Regions from separate parts of the Zea mays genome. Here region 2 is linked to region 1. A link is a contact called in public Hi-C data. All regions are on one chromosome and are shown on one strand. The core of a region is the stretch at or near the end of the contact, and the rest is flanking DNA. Distances in the headings are between cores, read along the strand shown.

What was found. A called contact is a pair of places that touch in the nucleus more often than the background predicts.
Region 2: a Hi-C map of ear shows a contact between it and region 1, with 2.4 times the contacts expected there. The contact joins the promoter of LOC103637669 here to the enhancer-like site in region 1. A contact is called at or near these places in 2 of 25 Hi-C or Micro-C datasets (ear and tassel).

What each region holds. Positions count from the first base shown.
Region 1 is chr1:94,610,922-94,617,090 of Zm-B73-REFERENCE-NAM-5.0, forward strand. No RefSeq gene overlaps it. Among protein-coding and RNA genes, the nearest start is that of LOC100284853, 54 kb to the left of the region's middle. Within about 2 kb of position 4,375, at least 17 of the 20 cell types and tissues checked have an H3K27ac peak or open chromatin away from gene starts, as enhancers often do. A contact at or near this core is called in ear and tassel, where this site is marked.
Region 2 is chr1:94,778,390-94,785,523 of Zm-B73-REFERENCE-NAM-5.0, forward strand. It overlaps LOC103637669 (protein ARABIDILLO 1), which reads left to right and starts at 2,312. Exons shown (of 12, transcript XM_008660227.3): 1 at 2,312-4,074; 2 at 4,162-4,320; 3 at 4,401-4,481; 4 at 4,571-4,702; 5 at 6,742-6,869; 6 at 6,995-7,082. The coding sequence starts at 2,713.

The DNA of each region.
Region 1 (6,169 bases), core at 3,125-5,624:
ATCTTTTTGCCGTTTATTTTTCGGCTTCACCGTTTATTTTTTGGTGTATCAGCGTTGACTTTTCGCTGTAAGCCTCCCTTAGGAGCTTCTTCGCCTTTTATTTCGGCGGTATCAGCGTTTATTTTTCGCTGTAAGCCTCCCTTAGGAGCTTCTTTGCCTTTTATTTCGGTGGTATCAACGTTTATTTTCGCTGTAAGCTCTGCATTCCCTTTGGAACGACTTTTGAGCAGAAAACTTACGCTGCGTTCCCTTAAGAACGACTTTTGTTGCTTCGACAAAAACTTGCAGTGCATTCCTTCGTCAAGACCTTTAGAGCTTCGTCGATGTTTGAAGAAGGTATATTCATTATGATAATGACGAAGCAATTACAAGAAATTGAAAACAACAAAAGAACTAAGTTTTCAATGATTGCTCTTTATTGTAAAGGTAAATGATAACAAATGTAAAAGATGTTTCAGAGGTAGGATATATCTTAGTAGATGTGCTTCGATTCTGGCACAATACTGTTGAGGTAGGATATATCTAAGCTCTGCATCCCCTTGGGGATAAGTGGGTTGCATTGGTGGTGGAGGTGGGGCTGTTGCCAAGATGCCTGAGGTTGGCTTGCCGAAGCAACAGAAACTGCAGGATTGTTACCCACATACTCTGGAATGTATGGTGAGTGGTACGAAGCAGTATGCATAACCTGCTTCGGCTGGCTCTGTTGGGCTACAGCTTCTGCTATCTCTTTCTGTTTTTGAATGGTAACATGGCACATCCTGGTAGTATGGCCTTTGTCCTCACCGCAGAATAGACAGTAAATTTTCCTGGGCTGATCCCCAAACCTTCCTTCGAAGCCCCTGGCGCCTCTGCCCCTTGGAGCTGGGGGCCGAGGATAGTTTTGTTGCTGCCCCGAAGCCTAGTTGGAATAATGCGGTCTTTGTTGCTGACTTCCCCTATCGTCAGTCTGAGTAGAATGGATAGATCTGACATGCCTAGGGTGGATTCTCCCTCCGAAGCCCCTGGTCATTTCGGAGAACCTGTAAGCTTCCTCCCTTCTTTGTCGAAAGTCATTATCTGCTCGGATATATTCATCCATCTTCTGAAGCAGTTTCTCCAAGGTCTGAGGGGGTTTCCTGGCAAAGTATTGGGCTGTAGGTCCTGGCCGAAGCCCCTTAATCATGACCTCAATAACAATTTCGTTAGGCATTGTTGGCACCTATGCCCTCAGTCGTAAGAACCTTCAGACATACGCCTGAAGGTATTGTTCATGATCCTGAGTGCACTGGAACAAAGCTTGAGCAGTGACCGGCTTCGTCTGAAACCCTTGAAAGCTGGTGATGAGAATGTCTTTCAGCTTTTGCCATGATGTGATTGTTCCTGGCCGAAGAGAAGAGTACCAGGTCTGTGCAACATTTTTGACTGCCATGACGAAGGACTTCGCCATGACTGCAGTATTGCCACCATATGAAGATATGGTTGCTTCGTAGCTCATCAGAAATTGCTTCGGATCTGAGTGTCCGTCATACATTGGGAGCTGAGGTGGTTTGTAAGACGGGGGCCAAGGTGTAGCCTGCAGTTCTGCTGACAGAGGAGAAGCATCATCAAAAGAAAAATTTCCATGATGGAAATCCTCATACCAGTCATCCTCGTTGACGAAGCCCTCTTGGTGAAGCTCTCTATACTGGGGCCTCCGGTTCTGCTCATCTTGCGTAAGATGACAAACTTCTTCAGAGGCTTCGTCTATCTGCCTTTGTAGGTCAGCTAGCCGGGCCATCTTTTCTTTCTTCCTTTGCACTTGTTGATGCAGCATTTCCATGTTCCTGATTTCTTGGTCCAAATCGTCCTCCTGAGGCGTTGGACTGGTGGCCTTCCTCTTCTGGCTTCGGGCTTCCCGAAGAGAAAGGGTCTCCTGGTTCGGGTCCAGCAGCTGCAGAGCAGCAACCCCTGTTGCTGAAGCTTTCTTTGGCGGTATGACGAAGGTCGATGCTTGCCGAAGGTGGTCAAAAAGGGTTCACCGGAGGTGGGCGCCAATGTTGGGGACTTGTTTTCAAATGCTATGAATTAAGAACAAGGCAACACAAAAGGAGGTTAAATGATTAATGTCCTTCGACCTTCGAAGCATTATTTCCCTTGGGATATAACGATCTTCGGACGAAGGTCATGAAGGACATACCTTCATCATTATGACATATGATAGTGAAAATGAGAAACACATGAAATACGAAAGATAGCATGAACATTTATATATCATTATCAGCTCATTTCTATTTTATTAACATGGAAAAATAGAAATGACATTAAGTTACAAGTGTACCTTCGGCTTGAAAGAAAGCAAAGTACAAGCGTGACGCAAAAGCAAATGCCAAGTCAGCGCGAACAGTACGGGAGCACTGTTCATCTATTTGTAGGCACGGGATACAGCCCATGTAAAATTACACCCATGCCCTTTACATTTGCTAATAACTCTATAGTAATCCATCGGGGTCTAAATAGCATTTTCCCCTTTAGGTCGGTTTCCTTTTCTGCTATCACGCCGAAGCTCTCCTGCGAACAGCTTCGGCTCTGCGCCATCCTTCGTATTCTTTGTGCTTCTTCACACTATGGTTTTGACCTAAGTCCGAAGGTACCTGTTCATGTATCATACTCCAAAAACATTGTTAAATCATGTTTTTGAGGACCTTCGGAAGCCAAAGGCCCCCAACAGGCAGTATGGGAGTGGTCAGTGTAGGGAGGTCCTTGGGTTGATTTTGCTGCGATGGCGGTCAGGCTAGGAATCTCTGCATTGGAGCTTCCTAGAACTGTAGTGGGTTTTCTGAAACTAGTGGAACTTTGTACAGGCCTCGTAGTGTTACCCTGCCTCGCTTCCTTGGTAGAGGTGTATGTGAGTCGCGATCCCTTGGTAGATGGGTAACATGACTTGTGGGTAAAGATGCACAACCTCTGCAGAGTGTAAAACTGGTATATCAGCTGTGCTCACGGTCATGAGCGGCTCGGACACTCACATGATTAATTTATGGAATTAAATTCAATTTTTCATTTGCATCGCATTATGGTTTATTATCAATTTTGATATATTATTACTATGGTTTGGTATTTACTTACATTTAGTAACTGCTAATAAAATTTGACCAACTTATTAAAAACAATGCTCAGCTTTAACCATTATTTGTTGGTCAGCCTTACACTTCACATGAACCCCCACCTTTGGTTAGTTCATGCACATTATTGCCCACAACTTGTTGAGCTATGATCTTTTGTGAGCTCACTCTTGCGATATATAACCCCCCTCACAGGTGAAGAGCAGATGGTCCAAGAGGAGTCCTATAATGAGGAGTACGAGTTGATCTAGATGCGTATCCCAGTCAGCTTGATGGCGCGAAGGAATAATATTTAGTTCGTTTTATTGTTATCATTTATTTCTGTAAGACTTCCTCCATGTAATAATGATACTTGTGACATTTATCTCTATACACTTTGTCATTATATGTGATGTTCTTCTTTGGCGCACATATGAGACACACCCGACTTTATCCCTTAAATTCAGGTGTGACAGGGTGCATGTTAACGTTGGTTCTGCTATTGTTGCAGTTGCTGAACTGAGGCAGTGAGATTTTACAAAAAACTATATCTAGGTTGCGATGAACTGCTCCATCGTAGGGTTCGAGGGTGGTGGTAGCAACTCCTGTCCTGAGTGCTGACCTTGATTCCGATCTTGGTTTTGTCCCCTAGTGTTCACCATCTGGATGGTTAGAAAATGAGGTCTTAGATGAAAAATAACTTGATAAGAAATTTAAGGGATTAACTTTGAATGCATCGCGTTGAGTTCAATATTATAAATGCCCTTATGACCATCATTCTACAATCCAACACACTCAATCAAAGATTCAACTCAACTATTTATTCCAGCATCAAAACTGTAACACCCAAATTTAGTGGAAAAATAAGAAAGGAGTTATAAGTATTATGTGTGATGTCCTCTCATCTATTTAACATAAGGGTCCTCATGCTTAAATGATTAAGTGATTTATAAACCATAATTAAAATAAATGTATGCATCTCATGCTATTTTCTTTTGGGTTGTGCATTTAATTGGTGGTGTACAAATCCAACTTAGATTTAGGATTTACTTCAAATCACACTTAGAAGTTGAAATTTGAAAGGAATATGGCTAGGAAAAGAAAAGGGAAACAACAGATTAAAAGAAAAAGGAAATAAATCACGACCTAGGTCGTTTCCCATGCCTCAGTCCAACCGGAATTCGCAATCCCAAACCGGCCCACTACCCCCGCCAGCCACCCGCTCCGTTATCCGCTTGAATCACTGGTGCATGGGCCCGCTCGGACAAAGCCATCCTCGCGCGCGCTACCTTGCTCCATCGCTGTCGTTGGGCCCACACGACAGTCTCTCACCGCGTAGCTAGTCGCAGGCCGAAGAGATAATATTAAACAATACCGCTTGCGTCACGCTGACGCAAGTGCTGGCATTAGCACGTGCGGACGTAATGCGGGGCCTGTTGGTCACTTGTTCCCGATTGCTATGTACAATAAAAAACAAGGCAACACAATGTTAAAAGGATAATCAATCTTCGTCCTTAAGCAGTCATCCCATCAGAACAACTTCTTCGAAGACGAAGGTTGAGACTTAACCGGACAAGCCATGACTTAATTGCATAAATAGGTAAAGCATGTAAAAGAATGTTTGTATAACGACTCGTCTCAGATGTATTAATATCGTATTTCTCTTCTTTTGCATAATGAATTTACAATCGTACCTTCGGCTCTACAGAATGAATTAGAGCGAAGGTGCAGAGAAAAGATTACACACAGCAATAGTCCGACCCTTCAAAAGGTACTTTATGTAGAGCATTGTTCATCTATTTATAGAGAATCATACGACTTCGTACAAAATTACATTTACACCCACAAAGATTACACACAAGATTTAAAAATAATATAAGGGCGATATTCTCTTTTGCTTTCAGCATTTATGATGACTCCTCTTTGCATTGTCTCCCTGTGTTGCTATGACAAAGGTAGCTTCGTTGCCCCTCCAATGTTCTGCATCGAAGGTGTTCTGGTGCCGAAGCTCCTGCAATACTTAGTAACCAGTGGTTGAACGTGTTTTTGAGGACCTTCAAAAGACGAAGGCGCCCAACATGGCTGTGTTGCCAGACTTCCTCCGCCATCCCGTGGCCGATCTCCTCGCGAGTCGGGCAGTTCACCATGGCGGTTGTGATCCTAAGAATTATGTTACGATTCGGTGGGGCCCGCTCTTCCTATCTACCCCTATAAAAGTCGGACCGCGAGTGTATCATCTCACCATAGCCTAGAGCCATCGACGGAAGGAGAGAGTCAGCAGGGGTAGAAGGAGACGCCACCGCCGTCGCTCTTTGTCCTCGACATTGATCAAATCCCAAGAGCACGTTCCAGGGGATTGTCGAAGCGGGAGGGACTTGTACACATAAGACCCACGATGTGCGGAGTCGTGAGGCAAGCGGAATTCCTCGTCGGTGTTGGGCCGCACGACGGACCCACTCTGCGTCGTGGCCAACATCCACCGCAAGGATGAAAGTGGTAATCCGAACTGTTAGAACAAATTTAATATTTTTAAATAGATATGTATAAGATTTGATGTTGATCTTTTCTTATGTTATCAAGCACATTAGTACAAATATGAATAAAATATTACATAAAATGTTTAGGTATTATTTGGTCCCTAGAACACAAATAGTTGAAAAAATTACCGAATTTGTTTTCGAATTTATACCGAAGTTTATATCTATTATTTAAGAAAATATATGATGAATTTAAAGTTTACCTTTTATGAATCTTTACAAGCTCGATGTTAAAAACAAGAATACAAATTTGTATTCAGGGGCGGACCGAGAGGGGGGCAAAGTGGGCCATGGCCCCCCCTCAATTTTCTCTCTCTCTTATATATCTAATATTCATTTAGTATTAGTATAGAGAAAAATTAAATTTTTAGGTTGGTTAAAATTTTCTGTTTGTATAAGTATAACACTGTCTCCAGCAGATAGTGTAAAATAGGGGAAACGGAATTGTAGATGATACTGTTTGTAGAGTAAGGTTTAAAATAGAGGATAAGATAGGGAATCTAATAGAGATAGCCTAGAGTTTCAATAGTAGAATGAGATGATATTAGACTGGTGTTATGTTGTTATTGAAAT
Region 2 (7,134 bases), core at 1,062-3,561, 170 kb after region 1:
CTTCATAACCTTCGTCCGAAAATCATTATATCCCAAGGAAAATAATGCTTCGAAGGACGAAGGACTTTAATGTTTAACATTTTTGTGTTGCCTTGTTTTTAATTCGAAGCATTTGAGAACAAGTCCCCAACACGAACATTATCGAGTTCAGATCAGATTCGGATCGAATACAGATATTATTGAGTTGTGTCGGATAAAATCAGAATGGATATCGACATATTAAATACTCCCTTTGTTCCAAAATAGTATTCGTTTTTAGGACTAGTGAGGCAACTAGAGTGGGGTGAATGGGAGCCACTAAAATATCTCGACTTGCGAGCACGTGACTTTGGTCCCAAAGTTCAACCCGGAAACCCTCTAGGGACTCAAAGCACCAGATCAGAGTACAATGCAAACCAGCGTCGTTTGTATGCAACAAAAACCTTAAAACTGCAGACCTAACTTTCTGGAAAAAACAGAGTCAAAATCAGCAGGAAATTAGAGCGGCAATGTCAGCCTCCGGTAGTGCAGGGCACTGAAAAATGCCTAGAACGATCTCAAACTTCATATATAGTTTGCGTAGGGTAGAAGATGGTTACTGGTGAAGTATGAACCTGAACAAATCAAAAATCAAAGAGCAGATCAGAAAACCCAAGAGATATGGGGTCTTGTTGGGGGTTTCTCAAAACGAATTCAAATGAGAATAAACTCAGATCACGGTCAAGAACTGCACCATGAGGGCATACACAGTGATCCAAAGAGTCTATCTCCACCAAAATCAATCTCCAACAGTACCCATGTCACAAGAAATCGAAGGTTCTCTATAAATTCACAAGAGAAGGGAAAGGGAGAAACTAAGAACACAAAACTTCAGAATTTCAGCAAGGAAGTGACCAAAACATGTAGGCTGTACCGACGACTCTTGTCGGATTAAACTCGAAGAACGCAAACACAGTCGACAGTTACAAAATCGTTGTGGATCCTTGGCTAAAATTAGAGCAGTCTAGAGATGGAAAATATGAGAGCTAGAACCCTAAGCCAAAACAATTGGTGACCAAGTAATTCTAGACTAACCAACCCTCCCCTCTATTTATAGAGGATTATTTCTATTTCCTAAACTACCACTATTTACATAGAGACTATCCACTCCGCCAGGGGCAAAATAGACCAACTCATAGGTTTTCGAGGACGTGAAGGACGACAACGACTGCATGACACTGCTCGACGCATTTGTCTATATCGGGATGACTTCCCCTGTCCTGTGCGTCTAGTGATAGTCCCATGACCTATAACAACAGTAGATCTTGATTTTATGGAGTCGAAAATTTTATTGTTAGTGTAGCATTATTATAATTCTATGTAGAGATTCCTGTTAGGCCTTGTTTGTTTCGTTGGAATTGAATTCCATTTTAATAATTATAATTTAGACAAAACTAATTAAGTTCATATATTTATATATGTAATATATTTGCATATTATCCTAAATCATATGAGAGAGATAATTATATAATACATTTATGTTGTAGCAAAGCAAGTAAAAGAGTCTGTTATAAGTTGTACATCGGAAAAATAACATGTAAATCTATAGAATCAATTTCCATCTCTCACCCATGAATTTAAGATAACCTTATATAATAACTTTGGAAAGTGGTGAAATATCACGTTCTAAAAAAATAGCCTATTCCATTAGTAAGATTCCAATTCCTACAAATGAAAGAAAACAAACGGGACCTAACAAAGACAAAGATAAAAAAAATCTATTTCTCTGCAAATATCTCTGCAAGTGTTTGTAGGGATCTACAAGAAATATTTTAATCACAGAGACAAAAATAAAAATCTATTTCTCGACAAACAATTCTCGGTTGCTATTCCTAGTTGTAGCAAAAGGGAGGAGACGTAAACGCTAAAGCCGACGGGTGAGCGTCTCAGGGTGTGTTTGGTTTGGCTTTTGGCTTTGGCTTTTGCCCCCTAAAAGCCAAAAGCCAAACCAAAGGGCTGGATCCAGAAAACAGCTTTTTCTAAAAGCTGACTTTCTCGCAGTGCAAAACTGAAAGCACCCTTGGACCTGCTTTTAGTGGCTTTTGGATGGAACTGTGAAAACATATATTTAAGAACTTTTAACGGCTTTTAGTGGTTTCCACCAAACGGTTTTTAGCTTTTTAACAGCTCACAGCCCACAGCAGCTTTTTCCACAGCTCACAGGCCACAGTAGCTTTTTTCACAGCCACAACCCAACCAAACATACCCTCAGTGAGGCGTTGGAGAGCGTCGGAGGGCTGAGCCCCCTACGCTTGCCATTGCCGGCAGGCGTATTTGGACTGGAGCTCGGAGTACGCATACGCAGGTGCATATACGCATACGCCATATATAATGTCCGAACCCACTTCCACCTCGTCCTGACCTCCCATCCTTTCTCTTAGCAGGAGGTGAGGAAAGGGGACGGAAGCACGCAGACCGGGTCGGATCCACCGGCCCGCGGAACGGATCGAGGCCACCGGCATCCTCGGCTCGCGTCGCGTCGCGGCGCCGAGCTCGAAATCCCCGGATCGGTGCAGCTGCCCCCTGCCGCCGCCCGATAACGCGGCGGGAGGGTGGTGGCCTGTCGATCTCGCGGCGGGAGCTGGTTAACTACCTGCCAATTTGTGGATTTGTGTGCGTGCTTGATTTTGGTGCGTGTGTGGTGGTGTTGAGTCGCCGGCGTGGGGTGTCGGAGCTAGGGTTTGGGCGTTCAGGATGACGCGCCGGGTGCGGCGGCGGACATGCAGGGAACGGGAGGGTAAGGTGGTGCGGGGCGCATCGCGTGTTGTTTCGGCTGGGCCGGAAGGCGAGGAGGATGCGGCGGCGGTGGAGGTGGACTGGAGGGCGCTGCCGGACGACACGGTGCTGCAGCTCTTTGCGCGGCTGAACTACCGCGACCGCGCCAGCATGGCGTCAGCGTGCCGGGCTTGGCGAGCGCTGGGCTCGTCACCCTGCTTGTGGAGGACGCTCGACCTCCGCGCACATCGCTATGACAGGGAGGTGGCGTCGTCGCTTGCCTCGCGGTGCGGGAGCCTGCGTCGGATACGCTTGCGCGGCCACGAGGCGGCAGAGGCCGTCCTGGGCCTCCGTGCGCGTGGTCTTCGCGAGGTGGTGGCCGATGGCTGCCGCGGCCTCACAGATGCCACGCTCGCTGTCCTCGCCGCGCGGCACGAGGACCTCCAGAGCCTCCAGATCGGGCCCGATCCTCTCGAGCGCATCTCTAGCGACGCCCTCCGCCACGTCGCGCTTTGTTGCTCGCAGCTCTGCCGCCTTCGCCTCTCGGGTCTCCGTGAAGTTGACGCGGAGGCCGTCGGAGCGCTCGCCCGGTGCTGCCCCCTCCTCGAGGATGTGGCTTTCCTCGATTGTGGCACCGTGGATGAGGCCGCCCTTGCTGGTATCCACTCTGTCCGATTCCTCTCTGTAGCAGGATGCCGGAACCTGAAATGGGCTACTGCATCCACCTGCTGGACCCAGCTTCCCTCCCTCATTGCCCTTGACGTCTCCCGCACTGATGTTCCGCCAAGTGCTGTTTCACGCCTCATTTCCCATGCCAAAACCCTCAAGCTAATATGCACGCTGAACTGCATTTCTGTTGAGGAGGAACAGCTTCACAATCCTGCTGTATTTAGTAACTCTAAGGGCAAGGTCGTGCTAACGATTAACAGCGATATCTTCAAATCTTTTGAGACCATGTTTCCAGTTGTGGATGTGAAAGAGCATGAGTTTTTCAATCAATGTAACTGGAGTCACAAAGACAAGATACCTGGTGATACGATGACATGGCTCGAATGGATCCTGTCACAGTCACTTCTCCGAATTGCAGAGTCCAACCCACAAGGCATGGATGGTTTCTGGCTGCAGAAGGGCACTACACTGCTGCTTAGACTGTTGAAGAGTTTACAGGAGGATGTGCAGGAGCGGGCAGCTACGTCGCTTGCTACGTTTGTAGTTATGGATGATGAGAGTGCAAATGTGGATCCTGCAAGGTCGGAGGCAGTGATGCAGAATGGGGGCATTCGAATGTTGCTGGACCTTGCAAGGTGCTCAAGGGAGAGCGCACAATCTGAAGCAGCAAAAGTAATAAATTGTTCCTCTCTTCCCTTCGTATTTAGTGTTCTTGCTTGCATTTACCATCTTCTCACATTAGTTAATGTCACCATGCAGGCTATTGCCAACTTGTCAGTGAATACCAAGGTTGCCAAGGCAGTTGCAGATGAAGGCGGCATTACAATACTCATTAATTTAGCCAAGTCGATGAATAGGCTTGTTGCCGAAGAAGCTGCTGGTGGCCTTTGGAATCTCTCTGTAGGCGAGGACCACAAGGTTGTTATTCTTTGGATGCTGCATTGTATAACTTGTTATTGGGGTAATTTTGTAATAATTCATTGGTTGCACTTCTTCAGGCGGCTATTGCAGTATCTGGTGGCATTAAGGCCCTGGTCGATCTAATATTTCGTTGGCCTGCTGGAACTGATGGAGTTCTTGTATGAAGCCTTTAATTCTCATATTTCCAATCTAACTAAGGTTCTGTACCAACTAGTATCTATATATGTTGCTATTCATTTTTCTTTAGGAACGTGCTGCTGGCGCGCTTGCAAACCTGGCTGCTGATGACAAGTGTAGCTTGGAAGTTGCAAAGGCTGGTGGTGTCCATGCTTTGGTTACACTTGCTAGATCATGTAAACTTGATGGTGTCCTAGAACAGGTAAACATCACATGGCACCTTCATGCTTTTTTTTCCCTGTAAACAACCAGTATTCATTTATCATAGGTGTTTTGGTACTGCTAGTGATATGAGTTCCATGAAACTAACATGATGTGATAAATGCCAATCATGACAAGGAGCATGCAAGCTCTCATCTTCAGTTCATCCTTCATACCTACATACCTATGCATCTGGACATGTTACATGTACCATCCGCATCATATTGCTTAGGCATCAATCTTTGTTGTACCATATAAAAAATAAACTGCTCATGAGATAGATGTCTCATTAAACACAAATCACTAGCAAAAACTTGTGAGTTATCATTTCCAATGTTTCATAAGTATATGCCTTGACACATGTCAATGACTTATTGCTCGCCTATAGATTTTTTTTTGTACGCCATAGGTCTCAAATTGGGTCATATAATGTATTTATCAGGATTTGTGAAGGTTTAGCATATTTTTTCTTACTTGATATACTGTCTACTTTTGATATGGCTGAGTCAGAATAGGAACAGAGGAGGCAAGTGCCCTCCTCGTCTCCCTTGTGGTGGTGAGATGAGAAACTTCTTGCTTGCTTTATTCATTCTTTCCCTGGCATTATATAGCCAAGGCTGCCTAATACATCCTCTTACAAACACTAACAATCTCCTGATAAGATCTAACAAACACTAACAACCTCCTGATAAGATCTAGCAAACACTAACAACATCCTGATAAGATAAGGGAAATCAAAACTACTAACTAACTGCGAAAGGGCCTCTAGCCGAGTTGGTTAGGTGGTCTGAGTAGCATTCCTCAGGTTCTGGGTTTGACTCCCATGGGAGCGAATTTCAGGCTGTGGTTAAAAAAATCCTCATGGTTCCACGCCAAAGCACAGGTCTAAGGCTCGTTCGCGGTCGTTTCTCACATGGGCTACGATGCCGCTGTGTATGGGTGGGGCGGGGGTTCGGGGGTTTTCTCGACCTGCATGAGAAAGTCTTCTTAGTATAATGCCTGTGGGCTGTCTTACCCCCCGCAGGTCGAGTTTTTTTTAAAAACTATTAACTGACTCACACCCTGACGCTGCAAAGCAAGGCAACAGACTATTCTGTTTGTGATCTAGCCACTTTCAATTGTAGGGCCTGTTTGGTTCGTGGCTAACTATGCCACACTTTGCCTAAGGTTAGTCGTTCGAATTGAAGAACTAACCTTAGGCAGAAAAGTTAGGCAAAGTGTGGCAACTGAGGCTGCGATCCAAACATGCCTGTAATCTTCCTAGGACGCCTACTATATTGCCTACCAAAGAATGCGTCCATAACAACATTCTACAAGCTTGCGTGTTTCCCTTCATTGCAATGCAGTTACATATTTATGTCTCGTGTTCTCATTAGGAGAATGGAACTCTTTTAACCTGCATTACAGTTGTAGTTTTCTGCTGTATTATTGATACTTCACTAACCCAACCATACTGTATTAGACACTTCGATACACCAGTGCTTTCTCTATATTACCGTAGTGTTATTCTTCAAAGTCGTATATCGCGGTACCCTTATCATGCATTGACCGCCCTCCCTGTATTATATTAAGAAGAGACCAAAACATTGGTCCCGGCCGAGAAAATCTTCGAACCCTGCCCCCCATCAGTAATAGGTCGGCGTCAATCGTCCACTCTGCAACGACCCAACAAGATGGTGACGCACATGACATCATAACCGAGAGCGGATGAGGCACAACGAGGGGATTTTTTTAACTAAGCCAGAAAATTCGTCCCCGAGGGGAATCAAACCTAGATCTTGGAGGTGCTACTCGGAAGCCTTAACCACTAGGCTAGAGGCACTTTCACTTTTCAGTGTTCACCTAAATGCTAAATAGTCAGTCACCTATTGTTTAGCCATTTATTCATGCTAAATGGCTGTTTAAAAAGGATAAGCAGCCTATTAAAAGGATATGGCTGGTCACCTTGTAGCATTTAAACAGGCTAAACATCTGTTTAGTCGAGCAGTGATACTTCTGCTGTCTTGTTAGTTTCTAAGGCTACTTTTCTTATATTTGCAGGCTGCAAGAGGTCTGGCTAACTTAGCTGCACATGGGGACAACAATGACAACAATGCTGCTGTAGGTCAGGAAGCAGGGGCTCTGGAGGCACTGGTGCAACTAACAAGTTCTCAAAACGAGGGTGTAAGGTATACATATAACTGTTTTGATATGCTCCAACTTCCATGGCGTCCAAGTCTTAATGCCTGCATTCTTCCTGAATAGTTCGCATGAATCTACATTAATAATTCAAAACTTCTATGTATCAAATTAGACAAGAAGCTGCTGGTGCTTTGTGGAACCTGTCATTTGATGACAGAAACCGTGAAGCCATTGCTGCAGTGGGTGGCGTTGAAGCTTTGGTAAGCCCTTTTGCTTCCACATCCTCTGTATCTCATGCTTTTTGGTGGCTAT